Regions from separate parts of the Drosophila melanogaster genome. Here region 1 is linked to region 2. The links are chromatin contacts, called in public Hi-C maps. All regions are on one chromosome and are shown on one strand. The core of a region is the stretch at or near the end of the contact, and the rest is flanking DNA. Distances in the headings are between cores, read along the strand shown.

Region 1 (4,966 bases), core at 2,188-4,687, 290 kb before region 2:
GGAGGTGGCGTCTTCAGCAGATTCCGCATCTCGCCCAAGTCCAAGGAGAAGTCAAAGGTCAGTGATTGTACCAAATATATAATTGTAATGTGGTTTTAGTCGGTGTTGGTGTAACCAAGTGTTGTCTGCCTCATGGAGATTGGCTAGTCCAAGCTATCGATTCACACGACCTCATCTAGCATATAAGTTATATTAACTGCCGAGGACTCGATGTCTGGTGTAATAAGTGTGCCATTTATAACATATGAAATTCTTTTAATCATTTTGCAGTCTTGCTTTGATCTGAGGAATTTCGGTTTTGGTGTAAGGACTTTTAACTATTCTAAACTCTATTTACCACACACTTTCGAGTTTTCCAAATTTCTTACACTCTCAACAGCTTAGTCTTATTATTTGGCATCCGTTACATTTGGTTTATTTTTTATCTAATCGCACATTTCTTCATCTGAGTGGGCTTTTTGTCTGTTTGCTGTCCTATTAACACAATAAAGTTGCCACAATTTTCTTATGATTTCTTTTCATTTACTTTATTTTTTGTTTTCTTTTACCCTTTGCAGCAAAAGTAATCTAAGTCTTAACATTTAAGATTGACTGCTGAATTATTTCTTTTGCCTCAAAAATAACATATATGTTTTCTTAGTTTAATATCTATTAGGAGCGCATGGGTTTCAGGGAAACCTTACGGACATAAGGATATTCAGTTGTGTGTTTTAAACTTTAAGTGTTTATGGCTTAAGTACTTGGCAGCTTTTTGTTTAATGGGAATTAGTTTAAGAAGTGTTATTTATGATTTAAGCATAATGGATATTTTGCATGATTGGTTTCCCTGGATTCCCGGTTATGGTAATCAATAAAAGTTATGTGTTAAGTTTTTTGCCTTTGGACATTTTGCACGTTACATGTACTATATTTTAGTAAATAACAAGCTGTTTCTAATAAGATTTTGAATATTGTTTATTTTTCCATACGTTTTTCTCGACCTCTTTTTTTCCTCCTCTGAAAAACACTCAATCATTTAAACCGATATATATTCTGATACCTCCTAACGCCATGCTATACTAGGACAAGGATATGCTGGTCTGCAATGCAGCATCTCCAGCAGGAGCCACATCCGCATCACAGAAAAATCACTCGCAAGAGTATCTGAACACCACGAACAACAGTCGCTATCGAAAGCAAACGAACACTGCGAAACCGAAACCCGAATCGTTCTCTTCATCCAGTCCGCAGCTCTATATACACAAGCCCCACCACCTGGCCGCAGCTCATCCCAGTGCCCTGGACGACCAGACACCACCACCCATACCGCCTCTTCCACTGAATTATCAGAGATCCGATGGTTTGTTCTTCTCATTCTATGTCTGCATATACCGTCCACCCATTTTTCCTGTCCCGACCCACTGAATATTCATACAAGCGGAAACGTTACGGCCTGATTTGATCCCCTTTCCTATTTCCCAGATGAGAGCTACGCTAACGAGACACGAGAGCATAAGAAGCAACGTGCCATATCGAAGGCTTCACGACAAGCTGAGCTCAAGCGATTGCGAATCGCTCAAGAGATTCAGCGGGAACAGGAGGAGATCGAGGTGCAACTGAAGGATCTGGAGGCACGCGGCGTGCTTATTGAGAAGGCCTTGCGAGGCGAGGCGCAGAATATTGAAAAGTGAGTGCTAGGATCTGGCTATATCCTTGAATACCCATTAAATGAAATCTCTTCTACAGCCTGGATGCGACAAAGGACAACGACGAGAAGCTACTTAAGGAACTTTTGGAGATTTGGCGCAACATCACAGCACTCAAGTATGCTAATCAATGAAGCTCTATAATAAACAAATCTAATGTAATTTTGTTTTTAGGAAACGCGATGAGGAACTGACTATAAGGCAACAGGAACTGCAACTGGAGTATCGGCATGCCCAGCTGAAGGAAGAGCTCAATCTGCGCTTGTCCTGCAACAGTGAGTGTTATAGTTTCCTCTCAAAACTTTGATATAATATTTAATTCCATCATTGCAGAACTGGACAAAAGCTCTGCCGATGTGGCCGCCGAGGGAGCAATTCTCAACGAGATGCTGGAAATTGTCGCCAAGCGAGCCGCCCTACGACCCACAGCCTCCCAGCTCGACCTCACGGCAGCGGGATCAGCATCCACGTCCGCCGAGGCAACGGGCATTAAGCTGACGGGACAACCGCATGACCACGAAGAATCGATCGTGAGTAAATAGGACCTATATGTTTAAATTTGAAATTGACAACACCACTTGTTTCAGATTTGAATAGCCAACTTTCCCTGGAGATTGCTGGTCTGCGAAGTGGTGCATGGACTGTTGAGCCTAAATACTTAAGATGAAACAAGGGAACAGGGGAGAGCGTACCAAAAAGGCAGCTGAATATACAGAATTAACAATACTAAAACCCGTGAGCTGTAACCGAAACGAGCAACTAACTATTCAAAGTGGATAAGCTGGCTAAGAACAATTTCAATATTTATATAAGTAGAGAGCCTAACTAATATGGGAGAAGCGCGCAAGGTTAATGTAAAAACAGGCAGAGATGAAATCAAAACCAAAAAACTAATTTCGCAATTTAAAAGTAGGGATTACGAATGTTTTTGCGAATACCTTTAGTTTCGTATTCGACCTAATTGTACGTTTTGTTAGTCGTTGCCACTGAAATCTGTCTGATTTTTGTATGTCCTATGCAATATGTTGTGTTTTTATTTAATGTAATGTAGTGAGCGTGTGCAAAGGGTATGTGATTTTGAGCAAATGTAAATGGTGTATTTGAGTTTTCTTAGGTTATTTTCACTTAGCGATTGTTTGTCGATTTCTATGTAAACCGTTTGAGTGTATTATTATTTATTTGACAAAGCACCTTCCGCACATCCTCCCGATCAGCACACCCATGTATGTATTATGTCATTTGCCCCCAATCGAAATCAAAGTGAACACAAAGAGATGCACACAAATATTTTCTAAATGCGAGAGCCTACACATAGCGATGTAAGCGAGAAAGCAACCATTAACTGTATACTAACGAAATCATTTAAATTATTGCGTAACTTTATTTATAACCTGCATATATAAAAACATATTTATCGAATTTATTATGTAACTTTTCGATTTATTTTGAATTGAATAAAGATTTTATGAAACCTAAGGACGATTTTATAGTTCTACTTTATCGTGAAGTTTTCCTTAAATGTCCTTAAAGAAATGTTCTTTAATGGGGAAATTCCGCCATCGACGCTAACTTGACGCACATAAAATATTGGCGCGTATTATAAATTTAAATTATCCAGAAAATGAAAGAGGTGCCACACTTCGTTGTTATAAAGTGGCCACACCAAATAAGTTCGGTTATTCGTGGTGACTGACAATTAGGGATTGGCGGGAAAGCCATTTTACCATCTGGTAACACTAGCAATAAGTAAACAAACATAGCAACCAAGATTTTCTTGGTGCTTTCTTAAACACTTTGAAAGGGAATTACGCTGAATTTGACAAAAGATGGCTGACAAACAGTCCACTGAGGAAACAACCAAATCCGTCCAGACTTTAACAGTGCCCAACCCAGCGGATAGGAAGTCGGAAAAGTCGGCGTCAGGAAGTCTGCACTCCGGCTCAGCCGATGGTTTGGAAAATCAAGAAAAGTCGGAAAAGCCCGGCGACCAGCCCACCGCCTATAGCATGCGACCGGCCTTTGGGGAGATGTTTCCCCTGCCCACCATCAAGAGCATAATGAACAACGTTATGGCCGAGAAACTCAAAGGTTAGTGTGAAAATCCATAAATATACTGCGCGTTGCCTAGCAACTTCACTATTTGAAGACAAAACCTATGACAAGGACGTCGCCAAGAAGTGGACCAGTGAGATCGCCGACGAGGTGAACCAGCAGATAGCCAGCAGCTCCCTGGTGAAGCGGTACAAGCACGTGGTCCAGGTGATGCTAGGCCAGGAGCTGGGTGCGGGGGCCACTTACAACTCGCGCTGCTGCTGGGATTGCGACTGCGACACTTCCGTCTCCGAGGTCTTCAGCAACACCAGTCTCTTTTGCGTCTGTACAGTGTTTGGAACGTATCAGTACTAAAACCGATTTCCCACAGAACTAGTTAGACTAAGGATTATACTTTAATGGGGTGAGCTTACATTAAATGGGTTGTCACGAGATGTGTTTTCTAAAAATATTATATAGATAAAATATTCAACAAATGTTGTTTAATTTAATGATAATTTTAAGTATGAAGTTTCTTTACTTCCATTCAAATTTCATCTGCCCAGAGTCTCGTGACACCCCCGTATATTTACATTTTAATCTAAGCAATGCTAACATCTCGTATTAGTAGGCACCGGGAACAAAGGGTTCATCACTTTCGATAGTCGACCTTCGTCGTGCTTCATTGGATGCGTACGTTCAGCGGATTCAGTATGCGGCCCGACATCACAGCCACGTCCAAGTCGCGATCGACGATGAAAAACAGAAACGGATGATTCACAGAGATCTGAATGGGCTTCGATTGGGCGCCGTAGTTGCCTAGAGAGTAAAAGGAAGTGTTTATTGCACTTTGTCTCGTGTTGCAGAGGCTGCAACTGTTGCAACACCATTAGGTTGGGCATTCGCAATGCGTTGCGGCTCAATGCCTCCACTCCATTCCATTCAGGTGTGCTGCAATGCGAGACACTTACGCTTCAGCTGATTGATGGGATGCGTACGGATGGTGACGTCTATGGATTGCTCAATGTGTCGCACGTAGACGCCCTTCTCCTCAGTCATGGGCCTGAAATCGGCGCGATTTGGTTCGAATACGTCGCAGCTGCAACGAAAGTAAAATGAAGCCAGGAACTGGAGCTATTACACCCATGCTTACATTCCCATCTGCAACAGAGAGCACAAAAACCAAAGACACCTCAATAAAAACACAAAAATGCACTCTACAAATGAATACATACATTCTGCAAGTCGTT
Region 2 (5,105 bases), core at 1,749-4,248:
CAGGCAATGCGATTATTCAATGATCACTGGGAACTTCTCCACTTCCTCGCATTGCTTGTTGAAACTGGTGACGAACTGCTCCAATTTAGCCTCATGCTCGATGTCTCTGCGTGGCCGTTTAACGTGATGCCGCTTCTTCTCCGGAGAATCCAAGCTCTTGTCGTGCGAGTCCTGCTCGTCCTCGTCCTCACTTTCACTTTCGATGTACAATATCTGCACTCGCTTCTTTCGCTTACGTTGCGGACGCTCCTTCACATAGGTTCGTCTGGGTTGCTAGAACAGGTTGAATTTTTAAAACAATTAGGCGCCGTTTGCCAAAATAAAAGATTTCAAATGTTGTATACAAAACTACAGACTTACGACTAAAATTTTTATTTGTGTGAGCGGCTTACTACCGATCAAAGAAAGACTTAAATCTTTGCGGCCCTGTTTGCTCAACTAAAACGTTAACGTCTCAGTTTTAAGTTAATCTAGCGTTATGAGGTCAGTGTCTACACTCACTGTTTACAGTGTCGACGCTTTCCCAACGCTTGGACGAACCCATTACATAAATCCTACCTTATCGGCAAATGATTGCTCCGGCTCGTCCTGGTCAACCCTAAACAATCCCATCGATTCCCTAGCAGTGGGTGCAGCAGGTTTCCGTTTCGCCGGTCGGGGCGGCGCAATCATAGTGGAGCACAACATATATCTGATGTCGGTTTGCTTCGAATGTGATTCGCCCAGGCAATCGGAACGAATAGAGGTATATGATACTTGTGGAAGCTCACCATCTCTGGGTCGCAGCTCCGCAAGACGATGGAGCTTATCATGCAGATTTACATTTTGACTCAGCCCCGTGAAATTGGCTGGCGAATCTTGGCTTTCGGTGATAAATTCATCGAATCCAAAGAGGTTTTGTGAAGATGATGTTCGTTCTTCCGTATTCGTTTCCTTTTCTTTTGGTATATTTTCACAGGGCAATATTTCGTTGCATCCGAAAGTATTTACTTCCGTTTGATTACGATTAGCTAAAGCAGGAGTCACTTCTCTGTTTAAGGACATACTGGTAGGAGCGATACCTTTTGAGGGAGTAGTTGACTTTCTAGGTATATCTTCACATGCAAAATCATCATCGAAACCAAAAAGATTCGACCGCGTTTGACTGCGTTGCGCTGGGGATGACGTCGCCATTGGACGAGGTGCCACTCTGGTAGGAGTGATTTCTTTTGAAACAGTGGCCGTCACGTTCTTCTTCCAAGACGGCAGTGTCACTACTTCTAGTATGTTAATATCCTTAAAGGGCGTTCGTTTCTGCAGCGTTCTCCGAGGATTCGGCAGGTGCACAAAGTTCTCCGCATTCTCTTCGCTTTCCTGGTCATTGATCGACATCGATTTGCTAATTGTGGGAGGGGGACGGTTCTCCTCATTCGAGTCGTTCGCATTTGAGTCATGATTTTGCTCGTGCAAAGGCGGACAAATGGATTCCTCGTGAGGGATGTTCTCAGCATGCTCTACCGGCGAATCTGGCACATAGACATGCCGACGTTGCACATGATCACTGGAGTACGATGGCATCTGGGAGTTGTTGAAACCAAACATGAAAGTATTGGGCAATGGTGAATCGTCGGAAACGCGCCAGGGGGATTTGCCTCCCGCGGTCCTAACTGCATTTGGAGACTGGTGGGCAATAGGCGACAATGCAGTGGTGGTGGCACTAACATCTGTCACCGGAGGAGCTCTGCGATTCAGCGGCGTGCTAACCAATTGTCGCGCCATGTTGATAAGTTCTCGACGTCTGTCTGTAGATGGCAGTGGATTTTGCGCCTGGGTCTGGTTAAGCATTACGGATCGGGCCAAATTACTGTAGGCTCCTTCGTGCGCTTGCTTAGAAGTGCTCGGCTCCACATGTACCTGGACGGGCACTTCGATGGGCTGCACGTATCCGTGCTCCGAATCGTTGCTATAATCTTCCTCGGGCTCGAAAATGGTCGATAAGGAGCGTGATGGCTTTTGAAGGCGCGGTTCTATGGACTTGGGAACGACCTTGACTGGCTCAGGCTCATTGTCTTTTGTCGAAACCTTTCTTCGATTACCCACAGGTCGGACCTTCTTTGCTGTTCTTTTGGCTCTCGGTTTGCCGATTTTTCTTGACCGCACCATTACGCAGGCCTTTCCATCCTTAACCAAACGCTGAATTATGTCTGCCGCCGGATCCTCCCTGTCACTGTCATCTTCGATCTGCGACTGCGACAGAAAATCGAAAACGTTGCGGGTCACCGATGATCGTGTCCTGGTTAAAGGCTGATCTCTGTGGAAGAAACGAGGTGGTTTTTTGGGCGAAATCTCAGCTGCCGGTCCACTAGGGCTTTTACTCCTTATGCGTTGCTGACATGGCGATGTTTCGGGACCTGCAAGTAGTTGTGCTTATCAAGAAAAGTCCATCATCCGCCTGGTGAGAGCCTCTTACCTGCCACATTTTCCTTGATATTTTGGGGTTGCGTTGATTTCTGTACCTTCGAAGGAATGTACATCGTCGAGTTGCGAGCCGGCTCAAAAGTGCTGGCATCCACATCAGGCGCATCATTTCGAGAAATTTCGGATACGACACCGTTTTTTACCTTAATGCGCCTTATTTTTACCACGCATTTTCTTATGCGACACTCTGGCTCGTTTAGGGCTGTCAAAGATTGTTTGTTTGATAGTTTCGTGGGACGCCCGGGTTTTCGTATTATCGTGGTCAAATCAGCTCCGAGTTTCTTGGGACGCCCGGGTTTACGTATTGTGGTCAAATCAGCTCCGATGGACAGCTTCTTGGGACGCCCGGGTTTGCTTATCGTTGTGCTTAAGTCAGCTCCGATGGACTGTTTCTTGGGACGCCCGGGATTGCGTCTCGTTGCGGTGTTCACATCTGGCGACGGAACACACGGCACCGGCCGTGTTCTTACCATTTTAAGAATATAATTTGTTTACCAAATGAAATTCATGTACAGCTCCCGCCATTTTATTTACTAGTATGACCATCCCCCGATCTCTAAGACTTGCCATGAAAACCACTGAACACCAGTAGGTGTGAAGCTTGACTAACCAGCTAACCGAGACACTTTTCAACACTGAGCGCCAGGGACGGAGCACCGATAGTTGTCGATAGGCGGACAGAGAACCAGATGATTGGCCTCGCAATAATGTAAAAAATAAATAATTAGCTGTTTCCAAATAATCCAAATTCCAAATTCCTTGCACTACGATCCACCGTGCGTGTGTTCGTCGCCGTGAATGTGTGCGGGCAGTTTCGTTTCACGCGCCCCAAGCAAGTACAGCTGAAAATTGAGAAGGAAAGCAAGAAAGAAAACCCCCCAAACTGAAAATCGAGTGAAAGTTTTCTCATCGTCTTTGTTTTGTAATTGTGATTTTCCTGCCTGCTGCCAGCGCTCATTACTGGCAATATTGGATCGACGTCGACATAGTGTCGCTGCTGCGGGCGCGGGTGGCCGACGGCGACTATAGCAACTACACCTTATAGCTACTATAATACTAATGCTATACTCGCGGTCCCTATTGTGATTGTGTTATATATTTAAATCGACTCGATTCGAATCGAATCCAATCGCTGTCGTGGTCGCAGTCGCATTCGCGTTTTCTGGGACTGCTGCAAAAGGCCTTGCGATTTTCTGCGCCAGGTACTGTGTAAAGACGTCGATGTGGGAAGGGGGGTGGAGGCGGTTGTGGGATGGTTGGGATGGCACGGGGCGAATCCCAATAAGAAACTAGCGCGAAAACTGGCATACCAGCGTACATACATACGTACGTACATCGCACGCGACACATGCCATACATACATAGGCGAATTATAATGGCAACAAATAAATGCAACCGACCCAGCAGTTGAACCACTACCACCTATACCACCACTACTACCAAAACCAGACCCTATCCAATTCATTCCAATCCAATCCCAGGCAACGAGAACCCGAAGGCTGACTGTGACGCCAGTGGGGGAAATGGAAATGGAGCCAAGGCAGATGTACATATCTGTGGATGTATCTGCGAATTATGTCTCAGGGTCAAGGACACTGCTTCTGCCTCGCTAACCGTTGTTTGACCTTATTAACGAGTCGGAAGTGGTGGATTCGCCGCTCACCGACTTTAGGGATACCCTTTCGGTTCGCTTATCCAAAGAATAGTAGCTTAGTAGATACATTCATTGGTAGATAGTTGTCCCCCAAAACGAGTCATGCATATAGTCTTTATACTTTGCAAAATAAGTCAAGGTAAATTGAAATGTCCTCCAAATTGTAGATTTCCCTGCGTACTTATAAATCCAATATTAGTTTTTAGATAATCTTTTTCTTTTGAATGCAACATCTCATTAACTTCCGACAAAAGTCAACATAGCTATACATTATTGATCAAACTCTTCGTATCTTCAACCAACTTCGACTAAAATGATTGTCTAAGCTTACAATTGTTCAGAAATTAAACTATTTTGAAGTAAAAAAGGCAGCCAGGTGGATTTGACTAGTAAAAGCATATTTTATGGGATCCCCTTACTTGGTGACACTCGTGTATCCCATATCAAATATTCAACGTATGATCCCTTTCTCCTTGGCAGATCAACTGCATTGGCCGGCTCCGCGCATAAACAATGTGCGATACCAAAGACGATGCGCAGAAATGGAAATGTGAAACTTGCACCTACGAGAACTACCCATCCTCGCTGAAATGCACCATGTGCCAGGCGTCCAAGCCGCTGCTCAACGAGGACATCTTCCGGTATGACAACTCTGACGATCTATACCTAATCTTCTGCTAATTAATACTTGCTAATTCTTGCAGTCTGAGTCCAGCCCAGGAGAGCTGCACCGTTGCGGAGGAGGCGGCTGCCGTCGAAGTAGCCGTAATGTCGCCCACACCTTCGTCCACGTGCTACTCGCTCCAGCCGCAGAGCCAGGCACGGCAGAGCAACGTGGCGGACAGCGAAAAGTGGCCCTGCAAGGTGTGCACCTATCTCAATTGGCCGCGGAGCCTGCGCTGCGTTCAGTGCTGCACGAAGCGCGGTGGCGAGGCGATAGAGCGTGGCAAAAAGGACATGGATAACGAGGCGGACGGGGATCGTGCAGGAGAGG

What was found. A called contact is a pair of places that touch in the nucleus more often than the background predicts.
Region 1: a contact with region 2 is called in a Hi-C map of the OSC cell line, with 2.9 times the contacts expected there. A contact is called at or near these places in 4 of 107 Hi-C or Micro-C datasets (the D17-c3 cell line, the OSC cell line, embryo and 1 more).

The regions. Positions count from the first base shown.
Region 1 is chr3R:9,999,747-10,004,712 of dm6, reverse strand. It overlaps CG5359, which reads left to right and starts at 3,437. Exons shown (of 3, transcript NM_141709.3): 1 at 3,437-3,773; 2 at 3,832-4,140; 3 at 4,345-4,942. The coding sequence starts at 3,512. The coding sequence ends at 4,091. Spn85F (Serpin 85F) reads right to left here. Exons shown (of 5, transcript NM_141708.3): 2 at 4,952-4,966; 3 at 4,870-4,877; 4 at 4,688-4,815; 5 at 4,399-4,535. The coding sequence ends at 4,399. It overlaps Mical (Molecule interacting with CasL), which reads left to right. Exons shown (of 24, transcript NM_176447.2): 17 at 1-57; 18 at 271-303; 19 at 1,063-1,339; 20 at 1,462-1,666; 21 at 1,726-1,803; 22 at 1,860-1,960; 23 at 2,019-2,215; 24 at 2,273-3,159. The coding sequence ends at 2,278.
Region 2 is chr3R:9,709,035-9,714,139 of dm6, reverse strand. It overlaps dmt (dalmatian), which reads right to left and starts at 2,998. Exons shown (of 3, transcript NM_079571.2): 1 at 2,450-2,998; 2 at 559-2,390; 3 at 1-273. The coding sequence starts at 2,930. The coding sequence ends at 13. trbd (trabid) reads left to right here and starts at 3,103. Exons shown (of 9, transcript NM_141674.3): 1 at 3,103-3,659; 2 at 4,592-4,752; 3 at 4,816-5,105. The coding sequence starts at 4,625. It overlaps scaRNA:PsiU1-6 (small Cajal body-specific RNA : PsiU1-6), which reads right to left and starts at 533; the gene lies at 375-533.